Regions from separate parts of the Mus musculus genome. Here region 2 is linked to region 1. The links are chromatin contacts, called in public Hi-C maps. All regions are on one chromosome and are shown on one strand. Each heading gives the region's core, a stretch centred on a gene start, on an enhancer-like site or on the middle of the called end of the contact. The rest is flanking DNA. Distances are from core to core; before and after follow the strand shown. Region 1 overlaps Camta1 (calmodulin binding transcription activator 1). Region 2 overlaps Camta1 (calmodulin binding transcription activator 1).

The links. Hi-C and Micro-C count contacts between places; a contact is called where the count stands out from the background.
Region 2: a Hi-C map of liver shows a contact between it and region 1, with 2.3 times the contacts expected there. The contact joins two enhancer-like sites.

Annotation. Positions count from the first base shown.
Region 1 is chr4:151,410,857-151,417,652 of GRCm38.p6, reverse strand. All of the region lies in intron 5 of Camta1 (calmodulin binding transcription activator 1), which reads left to right. Among named protein-coding and RNA genes, the nearest start is that of Gm30344, 42 kb to the left of the region's middle. Within about 2 kb of position 1,687, at least 11 of the 459 cell types and tissues checked have an H3K27ac peak or open chromatin away from gene starts, as enhancers often do. A contact at or near this core is called in liver, where this site is marked.
Region 2 is chr4:151,801,216-151,808,072 of GRCm38.p6, reverse strand. The region is part of intron 3 of Camta1 (calmodulin binding transcription activator 1); the gene reads left to right. Among named protein-coding and RNA genes, the nearest start is that of Gm42357, 37 kb to the left of the region's middle. Within about 2 kb of position 2,757, at least 18 of the 459 cell types and tissues checked have an H3K27ac peak or open chromatin away from gene starts, as enhancers often do. A contact at or near this core is called in liver, where this site is marked.

The DNA.
Region 1 (6,796 bases), core at 438-2,937:
AGGGTAAGGTCTCCCAGCACTGATGGTACCCAGCATTTCCCCCCATATTACCTAGAACCCCCTACATGTTACCCAGCACCCCCACATGTTACCCAGAACCCCCACACACATGTTACCCAGCACCCCACCACCACATGTTACCCAGCATTTCCCCTGCCATGTTACCCAGAACCCCCCCACATGTTACCCAGCACCTCCCCCACATGTTACCCAGCACCCCCCACATACATGGTATCCAGCACCCTCCACATGTTACCCAGCACCTCCCCCACGTTACCCAGCAACCCCTCTGACATATATTACCCAGCACCTTCCTCATGGTACTTAGCACCTCCCCCACACACATGGTCCCCAGCACCCCCCACATGGTACCCAGGTTCCCCCAACATGTTACCCAGCACCCCCTCATAGTACCCAGTATCCCCCCACATGTTACCCAGCACCTCCCCCACATGGTACCCAGCACCCCCATATACACATGGTATCCAACACCTCCCCCACATGTTACCCAGCACCCCCATGTTACCCAGCACCTCCCCCACACATTACCCAGCAACACCCCCACATTTCTTAGCACCCCACATGTTACCCAGTAGCCCCCCACATGTTACCCAGCACCCTCCACATGTTACCCAGCACATCTCCCCAATAGCCTCCAAGTCCAAAGCTCTTGATCACAAGTGTGTTCCCAGCTCTCCCTAGAGAGATGTGCCCTGAAATTCATCTCTATCTCCATCCTGCTCCCAAGACCACTCCTCCATTTGCTTTTCTGTTCATATATGTAAGTCCAAGAAGGAAGATGTAGCCTTCTAGTTACTGCCTAGCAGTTGTTATGTGATGCCAGGGGCAACAGCCGGTAGACAGACCTCAACATCCCAATGCCAGGGGCAACAGCCCTCATCCTGATCTCAGCATCCCAATGCCAGGGGCAACAGCCCTCATCCTGACCTCAGCATCCTGCCAGCAGCCCCATCTTCTTTTTGTTACTGTTTACAGTGGTGGGTCTCATTGTGGCATTTTATACATTTTATTCATGGTTTCAGTTCATCTCCCTCTCTCTGCCTAACTCTATTTCCCTGCCTCCTCCTTGCTAATCACCCTCCTCCCCACAAATAGTGCTCCCCTTTGGTGTCACATCACATACTCCATTTCCCTCTTTTCATACCCTCCCCTCCCCCCCCCCCCACAACTTCATCTCTTCTCCCATAGTCCTTTGCTGCTTTTCACACACACACACACACATACACACACACACACACTTTCATATGAGAGGAAACATGGTGTATGATTTTTTTTTTCAAGCCTGGCTTATCTCACTTAACACAATTCCCAGTTCCATATATTTTCCTGTGAATGTCATGACTCATTTTGCTTTATTGCTGTATGAAATTCCACTGTGTATACGTAGCATATATTATATATCCGTTCATCAGTTGATGGGCACCTTAGCTGGCTCCCTTTCTTAGCTGCTGCAAACAGCAGGGCAATAAATACAGACATGTGTCTTGGCAGTTTGCTGACCTAGAGACCCTCTGTGGATCCACTTCCTGTTATTCTTCCTGCATGCCCTGGGCTTTCAGCCTTGGCTTCTGGCCTATAAAACCCAAGTCTGAATGTCACCTGCTCTCTATGGCTTGGTGATCTAGACAAGGCAGTGTACACAGTACAGAGCAGGACCTGGCCTGAACCCAGAGCTCAGGAGCCTTGCCCACATGCATACCATTCCCACTTCCCAATTACAACCGTGGCCTGTCAGTGCCACAGAGCGGAGATGTAAACGCCTCCACTGAGCTTTGCCTGCTGACTTGTGCCTCTTCGGTCACTGCTCCCCCTTAGGGGAGGCCCGCCGTGTTTCTTTGGGTTTGAGTAGTGATGCCCGCAGATCTGGGCGTGTGATAAACCACCTCGAATAGCTGAAGAAGATCCGCAAGTGATCCGCCTTTGTGAGGTGGAGAGTGTGGATTGAGAAGAGCGTCCCGGGCTGCTTCCAGAGAGTCTCCATTTTATGAGCGTGTAGTCACCCAGGGAAAGCCCGCTCTGTAAAATTGATCAACAAATATTTGTGGAGTCCTTGCCATGCCACAGTCTGCTTGCCGGGGCTTAGACATGAGCAGACGCATCAGCAGCGCAGGAGAGAAGATTTTCCCCAGCTTCCTTCCCACAGTTGATGGGACGGTTCCATTTCTCAGGCTCTTGGACTGAGAACTTGAGTTGCTGTCTGCTGAATGCCACCCTCCGTCCCTCGCCACCTGGGCTTTCTGTGGACTCTCGCAGCACACCCTCCTGTAGAACAGTGTAAGCATGAGAAGAGGCAAGTGAGACCCCAAACGTCCCAGCGGTCTCCATGGGAGGACACTTGGGGGCTTGAAGGAAGCCCGTTTTACAAAGGGAAAATAAAAGTCACTGAGAGCACGCACCCATTTCTATGCAACACATGAGAGTTGAGGCTCGGGCGGCAGCAGCATAGCATTGCTCTGACAGGGAGCCCACAGCTGTCTGTTGTGGACTTGTAGATAAGACCTTGGTAAATTTTAACCATACTGGGAGGAGTTGGACTGAGCTGAGTTGGAGTGCACCAGAAGATATAGTCAGCAGAACTTGTCAAGACCTTGGCTATGGAGTCTGAAGCCATGGCTCAGTGCTTAAGAGCACTGGCTGCGCTCCCAGAGGTTCCAGATTCTGTTCCTGGCACCCACATGGCGTCTCACAACCATTTGTAACTACATTTCTGGACATCGGAGGTCCTCTGAAGGTACCAGACATGCATGTGGTGCACATATAGGCATGTGGGTAAAACACGCACACATATAAAGTGAAGAAATTATGTTTTAAAAGAACCCAGGTTTGGTCTTAAGGGAGGAGGATGCATCAGAGACGATTCTGAAGTTGAGGAGGTAAGAAACTGGCTGAGTGGTGGTACCATGAGCAGGCTAGAGTACTATGGGAAGGGAAGACATTCTTTAGGGCATTGTAACAGTGACATCCAAGTACAGGAATTGAATAGCCCATTGGCTCTCCAAGTCTGAGGCTCCAGCGAGGGAGCATTCAGACCAGAGAGGCAGATGCTTGAAGTCATCGATCATGGATGACTACCAAAAGAAAGAGTATAAAGAAGGGAAAATGACCAAGGACCCAGGCTCGCACAGAAAACATTTAGCATTCAAGAAGAAAGGGAAAGTTGGCAAAGGAAATAGAGACACGGGGACTTAAGGAGGGGGAAAAAACCAGGGGACTGTCACTTGGAAGCCAAGTTCAGAGAGACTGCCAAGGTGGAAGGAGGGTTGATTGAACCAAACTTCTGATGACAATGGCTGAGGAGGGGGGAGGTGACCACCTGGGAAGATAACTCTGTAACATTGTAGTCTTAGAAAGATCCTGGCTTAATGATGATGTGCTTGCCTAGAAAGTCCATGGTCCAGGTCTCAGCCCCAGCACTGGAAAAACCCAAACACCCCTTTAAAAAGATTTATTTTTTTATTGTGTGTGTTTGTGCATGTGTGCAGACACGAGTGCAGGTGCCCTCAGTGGTCACAGGGGGACACATGCTGACCAGGCTCTCTACCACTGAGCTACTGTCAGCCCAGGGTCTTTGTTTTAAAGATTTCTTTTCTCAGTTGTTAATTGCCCCCCTCCCACCCCCACCACTCCCATCTGAAGCTTGGTATAGCTGAGCCTCCCTTCCCACTGTGTCTGTCCCTCTCTGAATTTGGCTTCTGGGATACTATAATCAGATCTCATAGAGTTAGAGTTACAAGTGATTGTCAGCCTTCTGATGTGGCGCGGGAACAGAACAATATCCTCTGCAAGCGCAGTACGTGCTTCTAACAGCTAGGCAACCTCCCCAGCGCCCCAAACCAACGAGCCAGAAAGAGCCCAACTTTGCAAAACCAAGCCCCTCCCCATCCGAAAGCCCCTTTTGATCTTGATTAAGAAATCTGGAGATCAATTCAACCTGGGTACATGATGATGCATGGCCAAGAGAGCTACTTTGGAAGGCAGATGTAGGGAGTCTGTTTTCCAGTAGGACATTGAGTCTGTTACTCAAACCAAAGGTCCTCTGAGGGACAGATTTGGGTTGAGTCTTTATTTTGCCATTTGAAGATTTCTGGCACCTTATTATGGTTAGTGGTCCTCGATCCCAAGGCGTGTCCTGTCTGGACTCTTGAGTGATCGTTCCATGTACATAGCAAAGGTTTTCTAATCCAGATAGGAAGGAATTCAAAGGTCCTCATTTCTACCCATGCTCAGCTTGGGTCTCTGCATGTGGGCAGCTTTGCCTTCTACCAGGTGCCTTCCAGGGACCTCCAGGCCATCCGTCTCTGCAGATCCTACTCTGTGGATCCCCCTACATACATCCCTCTCTGTAGAGCCCAAATGGGCAATGACCACCCCCAATTCTGATTTTTTTTTCTTTTCTGTGATTAGGCAGGCTACTGGCTTCAACTCTCCATGGAATGGTTCAGAAAACTGGGCAAACCTGGGGCGTACCCTGCGCTTTCTCTCTCACAGGCCCAGGGCCTGAAAAGTGTGTTCTCTGATAATAACATCTGCAGGGGGCTTTGCCAAGATCTGTGCTTGTCTGCAGAGGCAAGGCAGGTACTACAACAGTCCTTGCTGCAGATGGAGCCTCTGTCTCTGTCTCTCCATCCTTCCCCCCTCTGTCCCTCACTGTCTCTGTCTGTCTCTGTCCCTCTCTGTCTCTCTGTCTCTCTCTCTCTCTCTCTGAGTGTGTGTGTGTGTGTGTGTGTGTGTGTGTGTGCGCGCGCGTGCATTCGCGCACGTAAAAGCAAGACAGGTACTACACCAGTTCTCACTGCAGCTGGAGCCTGAGACTCTTTGATTTAATCTTTACAGCTCTTCCCATTTCCTGCAGCAGTGCCTTACAGGACAGCTCCATGTGCTTGCCTGTGTGTGCGTGCGTGCATGTATGAGTGTGAGTGGGCATGTGCATGTGTGTGTGTTGCGTGTGTGTCTTGGGATGTGGTTCGGGGTTTCGGGTTGAAATGAAGCCAGTGGAAATGATTTGTGACTGAAATGAACAAAGCCTGTTAGATTCTTCAGTTACAGTCATGGGAATTCTCAGGGAAAGAACACCAGGAATTCCCTGGGAAGTCCTGGGAGGGGGACGGCGAGCTATGGGGCTGAGGGCAAGGGTGGGCTCCTCCTGAGATACACAGGATAAGAGTCAAGACAGAATGGTGCCTGGTGCAGCAGCTAGGCTGTACCCCAGCCTCAGGCTCCCCCAGAGATGCCTGGTATGGCCTCTCACAGGTGACAGAACTCCCCACCTTCCTTCATTCTGAAGCTTCTATTGGTCCCACTGAAGCCCCTGAGGTCTCGAGAAATACGTTTCCTACTCTTAGACATAATAATTATGTCTTCTGGCTGAAAGTTGGGATTGCGAGGTGACCCACAGGGGGCCGGTTGGGGCAGCCTCCCTCCTGGAAATCTGTCCACACTGGTTCCTTTCTCCAGCTTCAAGAACACGACTTCCATACGCAGTACCTTGGGAAGGCACTGCTCCTTCATGGCACAGCAGTTGCATGAAGCAGTAGCTTCCTGGCTTTATGTAAAAGGTACTCTGTATGCTGGAAAACGTGATTGAAAGCCGCAGACCGCGCCATCTGAAATCATCTTTGCCTCTGCGCCGCAGACCGAGCCACCCGCAATCTCTTGCCTTTCCTTTTCATGTATGACTCAGTTGGAGCTATGCCGGGGGGGGGGAGGGTCCAGCCTGCCCCACTAATCCCTGCTTTCGCTGGAATTCTCCCACTTGTTTATGGTCTGGGCAATTTGCCTCCCGCTACCGTGTGACTCAGAACTATTTCCAATACCCGGAGCCTGCAGCTCCCCAGAGTCAACAGCTGGTGTGGGTGGGTCTCATTTGCCTGGAATCTTCCACCAAAGCCCTCCACCTCCGTCTCCTCCCTGGCTGCCTTAAGCAGCAGTGCCCTGCTCCAAAATGGAACAGGAGCCTGGTTCTCAGACCAGGCAGAGGGAGGCCCTAGGATGTCCCCATCCTGCTGGCTTCGAACACTTCTTTATTATTTTCTCATTTTGCTTTTATGCCTCCTTTGGATCAGGGCAGACCCTGGTTTTATTGTGGGGGCTCTACAGGGGGTAAATAACAGAAAATAATGGACATGAATTTAATCCTGGGGTCTTAGGAGGAACCCCGTGGTGCCATGTGGTGAAGGGTTCCCAGACGCCTCCGCGCCGCTCACTTTACAGAGAACTTAAGATCATTGGGACTTGGACTGACTGTTGTTCTTGTATCTCCAGTCATCATAATGTGGAATGAAGAAAAAAAAAAAAAGTCTGTTATGCATTTACTTTAGAATGAGGCAGCCACTGTGTGATTTCCATTTGAGTTTGCATTCTCTTTTAAAGACTCTCTTCACAATAAAGCTAGAGACTGCACGCCCCGTGACTCCCAGGCTCCCTTCTGGAAGCAGCTTCACCAGAGACTCACATGACTAAAGCTGGCTTCCATCCTCCAGGCCTGGAGGGAGCCACATGGTCTCTCCTTCCTTTCTTCTTCCTTTGCTCCTAGTCCACCCTGCTCTGGCTGCTCAACCCCACAGAACCCTTCGACATTGAATGCATCAGCAAATCAGTACCTCTAACTACAATAATAGTTTATAGCATCGGACCCGAAGCAGCGAAAGATTGTGAACGATTAGCCGACAGTAAGAGGAGACAAGTGGACTGGGGTTCTGTCATCGGTGGGTGACATGTTCATGCTCTCTTGGTCCAAAGTGATTCCCAAGCAACTTTATTTGACTAGACCGCGTTG
Region 2 (6,857 bases), core at 1,508-4,007, 390 kb before region 1:
CTAGGTATTATTCTGAGCCTTTGTGATATACAAGGCACAAACTCATTTCTGAAGGGGGAAACAGACAATAGGTAACCTGTTCAGTAGTTCGAGGAGGTGAACTCAGCAGCCTGAGTAGCATGGGAGACATATCAGGCTGGAGTTATACTCACTGTCTCCAGGCTCAGTAGAGCCTAGTGTGTGTTCTCTGTAGACAGTTATGGGAACAGTTAATGATACGTGGTCCCAGGAAATAGTTAAGAAGGAGATGTAGAGGAAAGAAAGGACGATTGTGAATGAGCATGCTGTTGTAGGGATATTCATACTGATGCCCAGAATGCCAGTCATGGCTAGGAGCCAGCAAGATGTGTCAGCAGGCTAAAACCCTTGTGTGTGAGCCTCATGAGAGAGTTCAATCCCAGGACTCCATAAAGGAGGAAGGTGAGAACGGACCCCACATCATTATCTCCCCCCCCACCCCCATATACACACAGCAATGTAAATAAACTTAGAAGAAGTGTAACTCCGTTTGTTCTGGATGGATCTAAGTGTCCATATGTGCTTTGGGTTTCAGGCATTCTTATTTCATGGCCCTGGCTTTATCTTCTGTTAGGCACTCTAGTGAAATGTCCAGATCTCACATTCTAGTGCTCCTTGAGGACCTTGCCTAACAGAGAGGTGGCTTTTCAGTAATTTAAACATGAAACTGCTCTTACATATTAAGGATCTTTATACCCTGTGTTGCTTATAACATTATTCTGCTTTGTGTGTGTGTGTGTGTGTGTGTGTGTGTGTGTGTGTGTGTGTGTGTATGCATACATGTTGTGCTTATTTTGTGGCAATTAAACTGTTTTAAGCTGCTTTTGAACTGTGGTGACTATATATTGACGTCACTCTTTAGATCAGTTAATAATCTATTTCTGTAGTGCGTATCTTCGTAGGCCTTTGCTGAGTTGAGCCTATGGGTGCTCTTTGCTTGAATGTATTGGAAGGCCATAATTCTTTTGAATTTAGGCAAGCTTGAGAAGGATTGTCTTTTATTTGCTGATGCTTTTCATGTGGAGATTGCACAATGCCCCGCATGACTTGACTGTAGCCTGAGACAGTCTGCTTCTGGCTGCTTATGCAGAATACTCTCTAGGCTGGGAGATTTTGGTGTTCATGTAAGGACTAGTAAGTCTTAGCTAAGAAGACTCCATGTTGTGTAAAAGGGAACCCATGGATCAGTCTGTTCTTTGCCACAGATTTTCTCTTTACTTCCTGAGACTGCTTTATTACATTTCATGATGTAAGGCCACTCACATGTGTGAGTGACTGGGGTGGAGGCCAATCATCAGAAACCCTAGCACACAGAGCTGTGGAGCCGCACACACTGACACTCTCTCGGATGACTGCACTTCCTAGTCCACTGTGTGAAATTTGATTTTGGGAAAGTTTATTCTAATTTTCTGTTACTGTAGTAAAATGCCTAAGGCTAGGAACTTTACAGTAAGAGTTCTTTAACTTACAGTTTGGGAGGCTAACAGTTTAAGATCAGATGGCTTCCTGGCTTAGCCTCTGGTGAGAGTCTGATGGTTGATTTCAGGAGTACATGTGGAGGAGAAACTGGGTCTCAAAATAAGCCAGAGAGGCTGGGCTAGTCCAAGAACCCACCAGGATCTCTTTATAGGTATGCTGATTGTTGCTCCAGGGACCTGTCTGGCTCTAATCCAAGGACTTTGTTCTAGGTTCCACCTCACAGAGGCTACACACCGTTACCCCTGAGAGCCAGACTTGTGATACAGAGCTTTTGGGGGGAGAGTTTAAAACATATCTAAGCCATAATAATGCCCTTTTGGGGATTTAAGTGATGCTTGAGTAAGTCCTGTGTGCTCCTGTGGCACACAAGTTCGTACACACACACACACACACACACACACACACACCCCTACCTTGACTGGTTTCTCCTTATAACACAGAATATTATGGCCATTTTCCATGTTGCTACATATGTGTGGCTATGAATATGCATAATTGCAGAACAAGGATGTCCACAAAAACTTAGCAATCTCTATTTTGTTCTTACATCATGTTGGTTTGGATTTTTACCCTTAGATGTTTAATATAGCTGAGCCTTTTAAAAATAGCGCACTTAACATTCTGGTTCACATATTTTTGCATACTTCTGTAGTTAGGACAGATGTGCTTGTCAGAGGATAAATATTTGCCATGTAAAAATTTAACTCTCAGGAGTCAGATGTGAGGGTACAGGTTCCATGTGTCCTTAAGCACAACTGTGCTCTCCCTCAGGAGTCCTGCAGTCTGTTGGTGAGCGACTCCTACTTCCTTTGTTACCAGGAGACAGGGTCCCTCCGTGTAGCTCAGGCTGGCCTTGAACTCACAACCTCCTGCCTCAGCTTCGCAAGAGCTGGAATTATAGGTATGTGCCACTATGCCCGACTCCTTGTTTCCTTTAAATTTCATTTGTTTTTATGTTCTTGTGACTTAGCATTTTGGAACGGCTTGTGTAACTTGATATTATTTCCCTGAAGTTGGCTCTTCATTTTTCTTCCACAGTCCTTGCTTTCTAAGTGTTTTTCTTTAAGAAATATATATATGTATGTATGTATGTATGTATGTATGTATGTATGTATGTATATATACACACATACATATACACGCACACACACACGCGCGCAAACATGTATAGTTTTTCTTGTGCAAAGCACTTGTAGTTAATTGTTAGCTTTCTTAACGTGCTGGGTGCCAGCCCTGTGAACAGTGTACACTAACTTTGGCTCTTTCTGACTTTGGAAGCTAGCAGAAGGACTGCCTTGTAATGTGATTGGGTCATCTCTGCAGAGCCTCTCTTCTGTTTTCTCCTTAGGTGTTTAATGTACCTAAGCTCTTGAGAAGCCACATGAGCAGGGGGAGGCAGAGTTGTGATTTCATTTTCCTCCCAGACTACTACTTGTGCTGAGTTGTTGATTTTTCCCAGTCGACTTGAAATGCTGCAGTTACCTGTGCTGCTGTGCAGCCCTGGGCTCTGTGTGGACTGTCATCTGTGATCTGTTTACTTTGAGCTTCATGATGCTGTTTTCTTCCCTTACATAGTGACCCTCCCCTTTATTCTAACATAGAAAATTACTGGTCATTCTGCTTAGATACCTGTCAAAAAGAGAACATAGCTTTACAGTGTATATTCATTTTTTTGAATGAGTTCTAAGTTCCAGTAAATGAGCTCAAATGATCTTAGAAACTGTATTGTTGAGGAAAACTGAATTTAAAGCGGGTCTTGGCACTGATGAGAGGACTGGGTAGTTTCTGTCTTTGTTTCTATAGCCATCACTTCATTGCCTCTCACATCTTGCATATCACAAATATTGTTAGGTCTTGTGACGGCTGAAGGAATGTCCTTGGTCTAGTCTGGCTGCCTGGTTCCTCGTGAGGGTTTGAGGGAGGCACCAGCACCCACAGTCTCTCTGCTTAAACCATGCTCTCGTCCATGTACTCCTCTCCGAGTTCTGTTGTACAGAGATGGTCATGATGACCTGAGAGCTGTTCTGATGCTCAGACAGGCAGGTGTCTTTACATTTACACAACAGAAAATGTAGCGTCTTACCTGTTTCTGTGTACAGTACAGTATTTCAAAGTTCATTTTTATTGTGCAACCACCATCATCATCCAACTTTAGAAACTGAAACTCTGTCCTCATCACACATCCTGTCCTGTCCTGTCCCTGACACCTTCCATTCTGTCATCTGTGCATTTGCTGTTCCAGTGACCTTGTAAAGGGAATCAGGCAGTGTTATCTTTTTGTGTGTGACTGGTATAATGCTCTCAAAGTTTCTCCACCTTGTAGCATATGTTAGCATCCCTTTCCCTTCTGGCTTTAAAGATGTACTTTTATTCTTAATTGTGTATTTATTTTGAACTATTTGACCATGGGTTTGTGCACATGGGTGCAGGAGCCTGCAGAGGCCAGAAGAGATCATTAGTCCCCATCAGCTGCATATGTTAGCATCCCTTTCCCTTCTGGCTTTAAAGATGTACTTTTATTTTTAATTGTGTATTTATTTTGAACTATTTGACCATGGGTTTGTGCACATGGGTGCAGGAGCCTGCAGAGGCCAGAAGAGATCATTAGTCCCCATCAGCTGGACTTAGAGGTGGTTGTGAGCTGCTGTACAGGGTGCTGGGACCTGACTTGGGTCTTTTATAAGAACAATTTGTGCTCTTAACTTCTGAGGCATCTCTCCAGACTCCTTCCTTTTTAAAACCGAGTGGCATTCTATTATGTAGATAACGCATGGTGCCTCTGTATGGTTTCTATAATGCTGCTATGAACATGGGTTTGCAAATTTGAGATCCAGACTTCTTGCTACGCTAACTTCTCATTTTTCATTTGTAATTCAAGCATTTCAGTTTGAACCTAGCTTCCGTTATTCTGTAGCACCTTCTTTCTTGGATCATTAGTGATCCAGAGTTCTAACAAGCCAGGCATGTGATTTACACCTGTGAGCCCAGTCCCTGAGGAGTTGGAGGTAGGAGGATTGTTGTGAGTTCTAGGCCAACATGGGCTATGTAGCAAACTTGGGTCTCAGCAACTGTAACAACAATAACCTCACCACAGGTCTCAGATCAAATTGCCACCAACACCATCTTAACTCCAAGAGCAGCAGCCGAGTTCCATACCAGGAACAAAGCACAGTGCTCACACCAGCCCTCCCAGCTCTTGGATGGTTTGCCCTTTTCTGTTCTTTGCTGGATGCTCCTCTTACTCTCTTCTTCCTGGATTTAAAGATGGAATTTTCTCAGGTCTTGACTGTATGCCTTTTGTCTGGTACTATTAAATGTGGACATTACTTGCTGCCTCCCTCCACCCCAAAAAAGAGAGCCAAGGAGATTTTATCAAGTAGGCTAGTTTCATTTTATGTAAATAAGATACCTTTGATTTAAAAAAGGGATCATAAAGAGGCCAAGAACATAGGTTGTATGAGTGACACTGATTTAAAGGGTGTGACACACTGTGATGTATAATTGGTAATACTGTACGCATGGCAGGCCAAGGTGTGACGGCTCAGCGTGTGTACAGTGTATAACAATGAGCACAGTGAGCGTGCGCTGGGCATGCCTGCATGTCTGTTGGGGAGGTGACTTTTAGCAACTTTAAATAAGCAGTGTAATATTGTTAGCTGGTACCAGCAGGATGTGCACTGAGTTCCCAGAGCTCACTCCTGTTACAGCTGGAAGTCTGTACTCTTTGGCCAGCATCTCCTCACCACAGTCAGCCCTGACAGCCATTGCTGTTCTGTCTGCTTTATGAGTTTGGACCGACCTTCCTTCCTTCCTTCCTTCCTTCCTTCCTTCCTTCCTTCCTTCCTTCCTTCCTTCCCCTCTCTTTCCCCTCCACTTCTATAGTGCTGTGCTGGTGATACACCTACCTCCTGGGCGCTCCCTTTCTTCTTCCTTATTGCCCTGCATAATCCCAGCTTGCCAAGGACTCTACCTAGAGAGATCTGCAGCAGAGCTACCTCACTGAGGTCTCCTCTGGAATTGTGCTGGAGACTCCTGCTTAGTTGTTGAAGTAGAGCTAGCAGTTTCCTCCCGAGTCCTGTTCAGAAAAGACCCTCAGCCTCCAGCTCTAGTCAAATCTCAGGGTCAGATTTAAGGCAAGTCTTTTATGTTAGGAGAGTTGTGCAGTGTACTGAGCTCTGCCCTGCGTCTGGCTCTGGTTATTACGTGCTGGCTCAGTGGTCCCCAGTGAACTGCTGCCATCAGAACCTGTGCTACACACTTCCTTAACCCTCTGTCCTCCCACTTTGCTGTTCCAGGACCCAGTCTGATATACCACACTAACTAGTTGTCGTCTCTCCTTAGACTTCATCCAACTGTCACCTTTTTGTCTTGGTGGTGTTGACCTTGACAGGAGAAATATTTTGTGTGATGTTGTCAGGTTTGGGTTTGTTATGTTGACTTTCCTCATGACTAGATGGGGGTTATGGATGGTTGAAAAGAAAAGAACCATCCTTAACAAATTAGGTCAAAGATACCTGTTCTCAGCATGAGCTATTAACCATTGCTATTAGTATCAGCCAAATCTGTCCTCGGTATGGCCACAGTTTTGTTTCCATTGAGGGTCATTTGGAACACTTTGCCCTTCTTTTGTTCTGTATTGCACATTGCCCACGTTTTCCTGGCTTTTTCTATTCTTTATGCCCACCCACTCCCTTCAGATGGAAAAGGTCCTTGAGCCCTAGACTGTTTTGGGGTTCTTCAGAACCTATGTCTCCTGTAGCATAGCCTTTAATTTGGTCTCCATCCAGAGTAGTCTTTAGAAATGCTTTTTCCTCAGGACTTTGTACCCTCCACAGGACCGAGGCCTGGCTGCTGGCTACCTCTACGCTAGCTCTTCTACAGTCCTTTCTTGCTTGGATTGGTGTTCACTCTCTCCACTTTGTTTCCCTCAGATCTCTAGTTCCCCTGCAGGGTCAATGAGATGCCCTTGCTGGGAGTTTTTATAGTATCCTACATCTTTTCAGTATACCCATGCTGTCTGAAATTTCTTGATCTTGGTCTGAGTTGTTCCTGGATCACTATGGTAGATCAAACTAGGACTTTTGCTCCTTTCTCTGTATCTATCCTTGTTACCCACTCCTGAGGTCTGCCCCAAGGTAGGCATGCTTGATAAATGTTTGCCCATTGGGTTAATTTTTGTCAAAAAGCAAACACTCTTTACTTTGAGCTAATAAACAAGTTCTTGGATATGGATATATCCATCCATCCATCCATCCATCCATCCATCCATATCCATGGCTAGAAAGAAGCCTGCTTCCTGTCCTATGTACTCCATAAGGAGCAGTGAGTGGATGAGTGTCAGGTCAAGAAGTGTGCACTCA